2 separate regions of the Sus scrofa genome follow, and region 1 is linked to region 2. The links are chromatin contacts, called in public HiChIP or PLAC-seq maps. All regions are on one chromosome and are shown on one strand. The core of a region is the stretch at or near the end of the contact, and the rest is flanking DNA. Distances in the headings are between cores, read along the strand shown. Region 1 holds the start of ZNF133 (zinc finger protein 133). Region 2 holds the start of RRBP1 (ribosome-binding protein 1).

Region 1 (6,370 bases), core at 2,502-5,001, 480 kb before region 2:
AGTGTCTTGCCACCGACAGGGAGCCTGGGAACCCTGCTAAGGGAAATGCAGGGGTGATCTGTAGAGGGAGCCCGTCTGAGCTCTCAGCAGGAGTTGATACTGAAGCAGAGAGGCACAGAGAAAGAAAAGCAAACAACGGAACCTATGTCCACGCAGCTATAAAGCAGGACCCAACAAGGGTGAGGAGTAGGGGGGGAGACTGGGAAGGAGACTTGGAGAAGGTAGAAGCATTAATAATTCTAACAATTACTTAATATTTATGTACCTGGCACTCTAATCTCATTACTAGTGTTACCATACCCAGCATCCCTGTGAGGTGGACACCATTCTGATCCCCATTGGCAGAGGAGGAAAAGAAGGCTCAGAGAGGTAAAGTCACAGACTCAGGGCCACACAGCTAGATATAGCGAAACTGAGATTTGAACCCAGGTAGTCTGACTTTGGAGTTGAGACAGAAGCAAATGCTTAGAAAAGTCTTTTTCTAGTAGGTTGAATGGCAGATGGGTTTTTTTTTTTTTTTTTCTTTTCTTTTCAGCCATGCCCATGGCATGTGGATGACGTTTCAAGGCCAGGGATTGAACTTGTGCCACAGCAGTGGCCCAAGACACAGCAGTGACAACACTAGATCCTTAACCTGCTGCACCCCAAGGGAACTCCACGAGATCAGTATTTATACCTCAGGTGCCCAACTCAAGAGGTGAAGGGAGAATGGATGTGTTTATATGTATAACTGAATCACTCTGGTGTAGAGAAGAAATTTACCACAACATTGTAAATCAATTATACCTCAATAAAACTTAAAGGGAAAAACAAAGAGGTAAGGGGAAAGAGGGATAAGAAGGCAGAGAAGAGACAGGAAGCAAGGGTGGTGCAGGAGCGGAGACGAGAGAAGAAGGGATTCAGGGCACTGCACCGGTGACACTGAGAGAACACAGCAGCCAATTGCATAGGAGGTAAGTCTGGAAAGAATAAAGAGGCAAGGAAAGCTCAAGAGGCCCAGCTGAACCAGGGCAGAAATTGCACATGCTGACCTGGATCTGCAAGGTCAGAAGAAACTGGGGGCAAAAGGGGCAGACAGGGAAAGCCACCACACTGAATTCCAGATACCACTCCCTCTCCTGCCTGATCAGAGCTGTTTCGACTGGAAAAAACAAACAAACAAATAAACTGAAAACAACTGGAGAAAGGACTACTACTTCTGTTGGGTATAACAAGGAAATTGTGGTTATATGGCTATATTAAAATAAGAAGTCCAGGAGTTCCTGTTGTGGCTCAGCAGTTAGCAAACCCAACTAGCATCCATGAGGACATGGTTTCCATCTGTGGCCTCGCTCAGTGGGTTAAGGATCTGGCGTTGCCATGAACTGTGTTGTAGGTCGCAGACGCGGCTCAGACCCTTCGTTGCTGTGGCTGTGGTGTAGGCTGCTGGTTACAGCTCCGATTGGATCCCCCAGCCTGGGAGCCTCCATATGCCGCGAGTGCGGCCCTAAAAAGACAAAAAAATAAATAAATAGATAAAATAAAAGCAAAGTGTAAACACAGAACACTTCATTTAAAAAATAAAATAAGAAGTCCACATGTGTTAAGAGTCACCCCTGAGGGACCTACAGGTAAAGGATTTGCTACCAGGCGTTCCAGGGTGAAGAGGAAGTGAGGGTGCTGGATGCAACAGAACAGAAGGCTGAGGCCTTCACAGCAGACAAGCCCTGGGAGTTGAGCAGGTCAGAACAAAAACACTGAGAAGAGATGCTGGCGCAAGAACAGCAGGGTCATGAAGGACTCGGGGTCTGAAAACAGTCCTGTGAAAATGGCCACCCTTACAACAAGCTTTGTTTCCTGGGAAACCAGCTGGGGCTCGGACCCCTGATGGGGCTTTTATAAGGCACAAGATGTCAAAGTTGAGTGAAGAAAACCCACCCTTTCAGCATCCAAAAGGCAAGCTGTCCCCACCTGAGTCCTTTTGCCCACCAGGTGGTCCTCTCTGCAGGCAGGAGCTAGGGGTCAGAACAAGGACTGAAAGGTTCAGGGAGTCGTGGAAACTCTCAAGCTCCTGCAGCGTAGGGTTTCCTCTTCCTGAAAGGCATCAGGAGTGGACCTGCCACAGAAGAAAAGACTGAGGGCAACCTGCTGGGAACAGAGCCCCGATGTGGGCTGGGAAAACAGCCTACCCAACGTGCTGCTGATACCCTGCCAGAGCTGATCCTCTCTCGCCTCTGACCCTAATAAGGACAGTTCCTACTCACTGGGCACCCAGTATATACCAGAGACTGTTCTGGGCACTGTATGAGTTTTAGCTCATTCTAGCCTCACAACCCAGTGAAGTACAATTTATTATCTTCATTTTACAGATGACAGAATTGAGGCACAGTGAGTTCAATCTCTTGCCCAAGGTGACACAGTTATACAGTAACAGAGTCTGGATGAAATCTGACTGTGGAGACCAGGTCTCAAATAGGGCAGTGACAGCGAAGCTCTGTGGGTTGTAAGGATTCTCAGTGTATCATTTTGAGGTGAATCAAGATTGGTCACAAGGTGATAGTTAAACCTGAGTGATGGGTCCATAGAGTTCTACGTATTTGTTTGAAATTTCTCCACAATAAAAACGTTTAAAGGAACTCAAAATCCCAAAGCCCTGCCACACCAGAGATGTGTTAATTCATGATTCCTGTGATCAATGACGGACCCAAGGACCTTTGGAAAACCTGCCCAGGGGGCCCCAGATGACTTCTTCCTCCAAGACTCCAACCCAGGGGCGACCAGCCAAACCGAGACCCTAAGATTGCGCCAAAATGGCCGGCCACCCCACACTCAGCCCAACTCGGGCAGTTTGGCCAAGCCCGGCCGGCCCTCAGCGGGATGCCTCAGCAAAGCCGAGGGGTAGCTGGGCCCAAACAAGTTACCAGCCTCCTCCCACCAAAACTCCAAACACCTGGCTTCAGGTGCGGCCCTCACCGTACCACCTGGGAAATAAAAGGCCCCCAAAAGCCCACTAACTAAACTCCCCCCCAACCTGGGGACTTGTGGCATGAGCGACCCCCTTTCCCAATATCGCTCTTTCGGCTAAAGCCGAACATGTCCACACACAGGAACCCTAGGATGAGGCCGGAGCCCAGCACCCACCAGCCGTGGGCATTACAGCTGAATTTACCCACGTCCCTTGGAGATGCGCGCCCACATCCCAAAATATGACATCCCGGAGAGCTCGGCCTGAGCCACGACAGCGGGTCCCCGCCACTACCTCCTCTCCCAGCCACTCGCACTGTCCCAACCCGAGCCCACAGACCAGACTTACCTTTCCGCGCGGAGAGGGTACGGCTGCGAAGAAGTCTCGTGGGAGCCCCACTCACCAGCGCCACCAAAGAACAAGGGGTCACTCCAGGCACCAGCTGGGGAGCTACTCCAGCAGGACGCCGGGACTACACTGCCCAGAATCTTCGGCCCGGCGCCGGGACCACACCTCCCAGGATGCTCGGCGGCTCCCCAAACGCGCCGCCGGCCAGCGGCTCCCACGGGCCTCTGAGGGAGCTGTTTCTGGGTAACATGCTCCAGCACCGGAGAATGGCCCCTGTGTCACGTGACTCCCCTTCTTTCTTCTTAAAAGCAGTGGATAAAACATGTAGAAGATAGCGGGAACAATTTCCTAGCTGTGCCGCGACCCGCCTTCTCCAGCAACTCCGCGTTAAAGACTACACTCCCCAGCGACCCCCGCAGTGACTTCTGTATCGGTTCCGGCCCGCCCCTCGGCTCCCGGAAATGACGTATAAGGGAGCCTCTGTTTGGCTTCTGGGTGGGCGGAGGTGTAAAGTGTGGTTTCTGGTCCCAAGTGCGAGTCAGAAAGCCCCAGCTGTGGTTCCGTGCTCGCATAACCATTTACCTCACTTAAACCCAAGGGGCGGGGACTGAGACTGGGAGAGTCAAGGCCGTATTCCCGCGGTCTCAGAGCTGGAAGAAGGCAGACCCAGTTCGGAGTCCACGCCCTCAACCGGAACATCCCCATGTGCACCCGAAATTCTTTCCCTCCTTTCCCTCTCTCGAAGTCCACAAGTTTGTGGGTAATCTCTCTTCCATCTCCTAGGAGACAGGGACCTCACTGTTAGACCACGATTTGGGCTGAGTCCCTTGTCTTGGCTTTGTCTACTGGGGAAAAAAAAATACAAAGCACAACCTAAAAGTTGAAAATTATGTTTTATTTGATAGCTTTAACCTGAGGGGCACCCTCTCAGCTCAGAAGAACTGTTCCAAAGAGTTAAGAGAGGAGCCAGGATATACAGGAGGTTTTACTGAAAAAAACCTGTAGCAGAACATCAGACTACTTCAAATCACTCAACTGTGATGATTTTTGTGCCTTTCTATGCATGGGAAAATGGAAGAGTCTGAACTCACTGAACTTACTGCTTTGATATATACCTTAACTATCTTGGGCCAGTATTCTGTTCTCCTCAATTCCACTTGGGTGCACAGTCCAGGGATTGATGGCAGGCAACATTTTTTTCTTCACAATTCCCTGGGTCTTTGTTCAGGGTCCTGGTTGAGAACGGGGTGGCACTGATGCCATCTGGCACACTCCAACTGGGGAGCCAGATAGCACACCCCATTTCACTGTGGAGGGGCTTGTCCACTAGGGCATCCTCTCAATTCTCTTTACTTTCTACAGACGTGCTTTCTAAAAATTCATCCTACTCTAGGAAGATCAAGAAGACATTCACATGGGAGTTCTCATTGTGATGCTGTGGGTTAAGGATCAGCATTGCTGCAGCTGTGGCATTGGTTGCAGCTGCAGCTCGGATTCTGTCCCTGGCCCGGGAACTTCAATATGCTGCAAGTGCACTCAAAAAAGAAAAAGGTGGGGGAGGGGAGAAGAAGGAAGGGAGAGAGGGAAGAAAGAAAATGTTTACATGACTGGGGAAGCCAGGGAGAGACAAGAATTTCCTAAAATTTCTTTTTAGCTCTTGGAGGATGAATCCATTCTATTCTCTCACTCAAAGGCTGCCTTGTTTGTAATGAATTAAGTTCAACCCTTGCCCTGGAGAAAGTATTGTCTAACTTGGAGCCCTCTCTCCCCATTCCTCTCTGCCCCACCCCATGACTCAGTCATTCACCAAGAGATTAGTGTCGACTGAAAAAAAAATGCACAAGTTAAAAATTGAGAATTGTGTTTTATTAGGTGGACTTTCACTGCAGTGGGTGGCTGCAGTGGCTGACAGCTTGATGGCCTCAACAGTCTTTGTTTACTGATATGGCAGGCAACTTTCTTGATCCACACAGCTAATGTGGACTATGAATGCCACTGCAGTCACCCCCAACTGTGCACCCTGAGGGGGCTCAAAATGGAGAAAAAAGGATACTGGCCCTAGAGAGTTAAGGTGCATGTCAAAGGAGTGATTTCAGTGATTTCAATTTCTTCCATCTTCCCATACACAGAAAAGTGCTAAATTCATTAACTTGAGATGTCTAGTTTTTCTTTAGTAATCTTTTGATGTTCCAACTACCTGGGTTTTTCTGTTTTGTTTTTTGTTTGTTTGTTTGTTTGTTTGTTTGTTTTTTAAGAGGCTATCTCCTGAGCTTAAGTCTCAGTATGTCCACTGAATAAAACATAATTCTCAACTTTTATGTTGTGCATTTTTTCCAGCCAACAGTAGTGGTCAGGGATGTGGCTGTGGATTTCATCCAGAAGGTGTGGAGGCTGTGGAGTCTGGCTCAGAAGAACCCAGACAGAGAGGTGGTGCTGGAGAACTCCAGCCACAGTATCACTGGGCAATAAATAATGGCTTTCCTTCAGCTTAAAACCTGACCTGCTGAGCAGCTTCAGTCCCTCAAGCAGAAAACACAAAGGAGGAAGAGCTGACCTTTGCCTTGGGACTGGACCTGACGTCATCCTTCCAGGGCAAGACTGGGTGTCTTTGTACAGTTGAGAATAGGTAATCTATGTGTATGTATCACCTGTGACCTGTGTCTTCACGTCCTTTCCCCAGGCTGGATTCTCTTCCTACATATTCTTGCTTCAAACAGGGGAGATTTTATCCATCCAGCAAAGAGTAAACATAATGTGCTGTCTTGCTGATCTGAGGTTCCTTTCCCTAATGCTTTTGCTTTTTCCCTGCTGAGAATTCACTCTTCAGAAGTCCTTTGTGACACACACAGGTTTCCCTACCCTGTTTACCTCTGCCTTCTGAAATGGCACCTCAAAGACATATCCTACAGTCACCACCTCCTCTTCTTTCCCTATGAGGCAAAATTCCATTTTTTCCAAACCCAAACTCATCACCCAGCTGGGGCTTTTTGGGATAAGCCACAACATCTGTTGGGCCCCCATCCAGGTGAGCTGGGGCAAGGGGACACAGCGGTCAGCAGGTCCTAAAGGAGGAGACAT
Region 2 (5,990 bases), core at 428-2,927:
GGTTTACCCATGATCAATTAGAACTAGCTGGTAACATATGCCAGCCAGAAACTGGGATTCTTCGTCTTTTTTTTTTTTTTTTTTCATTTTAAGGCCACACCCACAGCCTATGGAAGTTCCTGGCTTTGCTAGGGAGGGGTCAAATCAGATCTGCAGCTGTCAGCCTCTACCACAGCCACAGCAACTTAGGATCCAAGCTGCAGCTGTGACCTATACCAGAGCTTGCAGTAATGCCAGATCCTTAACCCACTGAACAAGGCCAGGGATCAAACCCACATCTTTGCAGATACTAGGCGGATTCTTAACCCGCTGAGCGACAACAAGAACTCCAAAACTGGGATTCTTGACTTTCATGTCAAGCTGGGGCTCACCACTGGAAAAAGACTGAATGTCAAAAGCTAACCCAGGTTAATTCCTATTGATTAATCATTAATGTGCTAGGGAACTGCTGAGATTAAAAATAGGAATGAATGGTTAATTTCAACTCAGCTGCTCTTTATTTCCTCATGATGACTTATTTCCACATCTTTCCAACAACTTGTTCAAAGGGGAAGGGGGTACGGGAAATTGTCTAAGAAACAGATATTAGGAAGAGGTTCTGCAGCCAGGGGGTTGGGGAGAAGTGGTATGGAGCAGATTAGCTGGCAGCCGCCCTTTGGCCTCTCAGAAAACCTTAATTTCAAAGAAACTGGTTTTGGCTCAATGTTCAGAGTTAGCTTTAAGAGACACTGAGAGAATGGTTAAAAAGCAGGCCTAAAATTATCTTAATTGAAAGTCTTATTTGGTTATGAAGAGTGTTGGCTTACTTGGGTGGAAGGGGGGGAGGAAGTCTTGTAACGAAGTACCATTTGCTCAGTTTTCTGGGAAGTGGGTGAGTTTATCTGGGTCAGGCCCTTTCACCCTCTCCATTGCAAAGAGTAAAACGCCCTAAATAGAATTGCAATTATTGTTCTGCCAGCTGTGGTTTGGACGAGTAACTCAGACTGTGCCTCAGTTGTACCCTCCCTAAAAATGGGTGCACTGACGTTCACCTCCATTCTTTGTGCACCATCTGGCCTTTCCGCCCCCGATTCCTCCATTTACTCAGGAAAATTCCTTCTGGTGCTGACTGAAATATCTTTGAAGATAGCGACGTGCCCTCTCGGGACTGACCGCCAGCAGAACTTGTCCTCACATCCAGGGCCCGGAGGGGGCGCTGCTGCGGGGGCAGTTAGCTGGTTTTAAATAAAGCATTTCTCGCGGCTGTTCCTGTGTTGCGCAACCCTGCTCAGGGTGACACCCACCGCCACCTCAGCCTGGAGGGGTTCAGGGGCGCAGGCGCAGCGCCGCCGGGATTCGAACCTTCCGGGTCCAGCTGGGTCAGAGCCGGCCCCCTGACAGTGACTGCAAGCAGGGCCGAGGGCCCGGAGTGGGCGGGGCCGGCCGGCGCCCCCTCCCCCTTTTGGCTGGGCGTTCCGGCCCCGCCCCGCCCCCGCGCCGGCCCGAGCGTCGCGCCGCTCGGCTCCGCCCCTCCATGGCCCCGCCCCCGCGACTCCCCGCAGCTCCTCCCCTCTCCCATTGGCCGAGGCGGAGACCCTCCTCTCCGCCCAATGGCCGCCGCAGCGTCTCGGCTTCCCGCGTTCTGACTGGCCAGCGACAGGCAGAGTGGCGGGGCGCGGACCAATGGGGAGAGGCGACTCGATGAATGGCTGGCCCGGGTGGGGAAGGCAGGAGGCGGCGATCCTGGCGGAGGGGGCCGTTCGCCAGCTCCGAGGCAGAAAGTGCCACGACTCCACACGCGCGCACGCAGCCAGCGAGCGGCCGGAGCGGACGGCAGACGGGGCGGGCGGCGTCGAGGTCGCGGCGCCTGCAGCTGCTCGGAAGCGGCTTTTCGGCGGAGGCTCAGCCGTCTCCTCTTTCCCGGTTTCGCGGCGGCGGCGGCGGCGGCGGCGGCTCCTGCCCTCTCGCTCTCCCTCCCGCGTCTCCCGCTGCAGGTAAGAAACTTGGCCCGGCCCTGCAGCAGTAGCTGCGGCTCGCGGGCTGGGCCGTCGGGGCGCCGAGGCTGGGGCCGGGGCCGGCCGCGCCGCGAGTGACACGTCTCCTTGGCGGCCCCTCCCCCGGCGGCGCCGCCCGCCGTCGCTATGGCCGTGGACCCTCGGGGTTGGGACAGGCCTGGGGGGGGGGGCGTGTGCTGAACCGAACCCCGTGCAGGGGCGTCGGCCGAACGCGTCCGCAGTGTGGACCCCACGCCCCTCGCCGTCGGCTGGACCTGCGGCGGCCCCGCTGCGCGACGTGGCCACCCCTCCTTCCCCGCCGGGCCGTCGGGCCGGCTGGCGCGCACCGAAGTTGGGTGAAGAAAGTTGGCGGCGGGGCGGGGCGGCCCACAGCTGGCGAAGGAAGGGGTTAAGTTTCGGGAAGCGGCCGGATGACGTTGCCGGGCTGGAGTCCGGGCTGGAGGGGGTGGGGGGGCGGGCGGAAGGCGGCGGAGGCCGGCCGGGGGGAGGGGGCGGGATTGAATGGGGGCCCCCGCCGGGTGAGAGCGCTTGGCTGCAGGCTGCGACCCGGGGGCGCGGCGGGGTCCGGGCGGCCCCGACGGGGCGGGCAGGGGACTTAGGGCTGCGGGGGACGCCGTGCGGGGACCGGGACGGTCCAGGTCCGGACGCCCGGCGGCCGCGGTGGCAACTTCCCGAAGTGCTGGAGGCGTCTCCCTGCTCCCCCTGGCGGTGGGGCCGGGGGCGCCTTTTCCCCGGCCGGGCTGCGCGAACCCAGGCGCGAGGGCTCCCGGCGCGGGGACTGGGGCACCCCGAGCCATTCCTGGCCCGCCCCTTCGCGCCACGATGAATGGACTTGCGGTGCCAGGCCCAGGCGGAAGCGGCATCTCCGGCCCGGCCGGCCAAGCACGCTGGCACCCGGCCTGGCGCCCGCCCAGGGCCGCCAGGCTCCCTGGCCGCGCCCTGGGCAGGGGAAGGCGGGATGGGGTCTGCGCTTCCAGTGAAGCATCTGGGAAGCCTTGGGGACCTCTCCCCAGATTATAGGTCGCAAATGGTAGCTCGCTGTGGTGTCAGGGTTAAAGGGAATGCGCCTCTGAAAGCCTAGCACCTTTGAGAGTGACCTCGGCCAAGCTCTTTCACTACAGTGTCCACTTCCACGTGTGAAAAACGGGACTGCCTATCTTTTCTATTTGAGAGAAAAGCTGTGACAACCCAGCACATGTAGGGAGTAGTCAACAAGTGTTGGCTGTTACTGCTGGATGAGTTTCTAGGGGTTTGGGGGGCTGGGGAGTTAAGTGGGCTCCGGGTTGTGCTCCAGCCTGCTTGCTGCAGACTTCAGGCTTGCCACGTCTCAGGGTCTGGATTCCACCCTCATACCACGCTTACAGACCCTCTGCTCAGCTTTCTTAACCTCTCTGAACCTGGATTTCCTTATCTGTAGCCTGGAGATAGACTCACCCACTCACAGTAGGGTCGGGAAGCCCCCCAGGTAAGTGCTGGGAAAAACTGGGACGTTGTGCAAACACTAGGCACTTTGGCAATAATTCCTGGAGGTCAGAGGTCAGCAGAGACTAGGAAGCACTGGGGAAATGAAACTTTAAAGGTTCTGGGGAGCCTCCCAGGTCACTGTTTGCCTGGTGTGCTGGAACCATCAGAGCAGGGGCGTCTGGATGGCTTTTCTGGAGTTTGGGGAAGTGGACCCAGTGGGGCCTCAGGCCCCAGGCCAGAGATCTTCCTGACTCTGGGTATTGAGTGTCCAGCACCTCCAGGCAGGAGAGCTGCCTGTTTTACAGCAGCCCTGCGTGGTCTATCAGGGAACACTCTGCCTTCGCCCGGACACTTTCCTCTGTGCTTGGTCGGTCATCTTAACTTGCCGTTAATCTGACACCGGCAAAGGCTTGGTGATCCTGCAGTGTCTCAATTCCTTTATGAACTCTGCAAAGGTCAGCCCCACTCTAGGCTGCCAACTTGTTTCCCTTCCAGAAAGAAGCTTCCGGTTCTGAGGTCCTGGGGATGCCACTTCCCTCTCTGTGAGCAGAGGACGAAAGCTGGAGGCAGCTGTAGAGCAGTGCATGCATATCTGGCTTGCAGGGTTTCTGGGCCTGTGGACAAGGCTGGGGCTGGGGACAAGGTGGGGAGAGGGGGACAAGAAAGGTGTCTTGAGGTCTAGAAACAGAGTGTCCAGTGTGTAAGGCCAGAGGTGCTATGTTGTAACTGAACTCTTTTCTTTCACAGTTAGGAATCAGCCTCTGAACATCTATACAGAGATGAAGAAGTTAGATTGGTACCTTGGTACATGAATGTTTTAGGGGCATGGCAGAGTTTTAAATAAATCCTGAATCTTGAGTCACATTTGAACAGTTATGTTCTTTGCCGAAATGAGGCCTAAGTCAACAGGCTGTAGCGATTATACAGCACCACATTCCACATGAGTGGTTGAATGCATGGAATTTCGTTGGAATACTGGTTTATTACGTATCAGGGCCACCTTTTAAAAACGCCAGGACCTGATTCTTCTTACTTGTGCTCTTATCCAAGAAGCTGTATCTAGGAGGTGAGTGACACGTAGGCTGAGAGTCAGCAGTTCTTTCGACAATCTAGATTTTTCCTTGCCGAAATCTTGTTGCAGGAGACAAAAAATAATAGTCCGATTAAGAAGGTGGAGACAGAGCTGTCCACGTGTACATCCTGCTTCTGTTGTGGTTAAGGCCTGGCCCGTAGCAATGAATGTCAGAATGAGGTGGAACGCTGTCCTCGTTACGTTTCCTCATCAGTTATTCAGCTCTCTAATTGGACAACAAAGCTGAGCCCAACTCGATTTTTAAGGTTTACTGTTTTTTGGTTTTTTTTTAAATCTTACTTATGGCCACAGCAGCGGCATATGGAAGTTCTCAGGCTAGGGGTTGAATTGGAGCTGCAGCTGCAGCTGCCAGCCTACAGCCACAGCCATGCCAGATCCAATCCGTATCTGCGACCTACACCACAGCTCATGGCAACAATGGATCCTTAACCCATTGAGTGAGGCCAGGGATTGAACCCATATCCTCATGGATACCAGTCGGGTTCGTTACCACTGAGCCTCAGTGGGAACTCTGAGGTTTATTCACAGGATTGATATACATCTGGGCCTCTCAGCAGCCTTTTTCTGCAGAGTAGGCATGGTTGTTCCCATTCTGTGGATGAGAACATGGAGGCCAAAAGGTCAGGTGGTCATCAGGCTGGTTCCTGCTGCCCAACTGCTGGGTGGTGTTGCCCCGGCTTTCTAAATGTTCACCTCCAGGCCATATAGGTCTGCACCCACTGGGATCAGAACTCACCAAGGGAGCACACAGAACCGGAGGGCGGAAGTGAAGAGCTTCAGTGTAAGGCGGATGGGGAATCAGAGTGAAACATGGTGGTGCCAAGAAAGTGGTTTTCTTCCTCAGGTGTCGCCATACCTTCACCTGCTCTACAAACTAGCAAACCTCATTCTTATCTGAAGACGCTCTCATTGAGAACCGATTGTCTATATGGTAGCCACACAGTCATAGTCAAGCTTAATTAAAGTCAAATAAAGTTAAAATTCAGTTCTTGGTCACTGAAGTGCCTGACGCCATGTGTTGGTCAGTGCAGATTTCAGATCATTTCCCTCATTACAGAGAGTACACTTGGACAGCACGGGTCTAGAGGGAGCTGGTATCCTGTGAACATTCAAGCCTCTGTTCTTGATCATGGAGGGATATGGTCACGTTAGACCGTCTGAAATGTCCATCCTGTAGGTCAGAAACAGTTGACTAGAGGCAGTTCCCGCACTTCAGCGTAATAAGAAGTCGCCTTTAGAAAGCAATTATTCCGACTCTTTGTGTGCATTATAAATTGCTTATTAAGGAGAAAAGGGGAGGAGGGGACAGCACACACAGTGGCCCTTGCTCCAGAGAGGTTCTGACTCAACACCGGCAGCATCCAGCTGGTCAAATGTACCAGACATGGAGAAGAGGTCTTGGGCAGAAAGCATGTGGCTTGTAGGGAAAGTGAGGACTT

What was found. HiChIP or PLAC-seq counts read pairs in DNA pulled down with a chosen protein or histone mark.
Region 1: an H3K27ac HiChIP or PLAC-seq map of alveolar macrophages shows a contact between it and region 2. The contact joins the promoter of ZNF133 here to the promoter of RRBP1 in region 2. A contact is called at or near these places in 1 of 47 Hi-C or Micro-C datasets (heart right ventricle) and 1 of 2 datasets of contacts at active chromatin or transcription factors (alveolar macrophages).

The regions. Positions count from the first base shown.
Region 1 is chr17:26,592,958-26,599,327 of Sscrofa11.1, reverse strand. It overlaps ZNF133 (zinc finger protein 133), which reads right to left and starts at 3,751. Exons shown (of 5, transcript XM_021077593.1): 1 at 3,293-3,751; 2 at 1,951-2,095.
Region 2 is chr17:26,115,941-26,121,930 of Sscrofa11.1, reverse strand. It overlaps RRBP1 (ribosome-binding protein 1), which reads left to right and starts at 1,677. Exons shown (of 24, transcript XM_021078037.1): 1 at 1,677-1,973.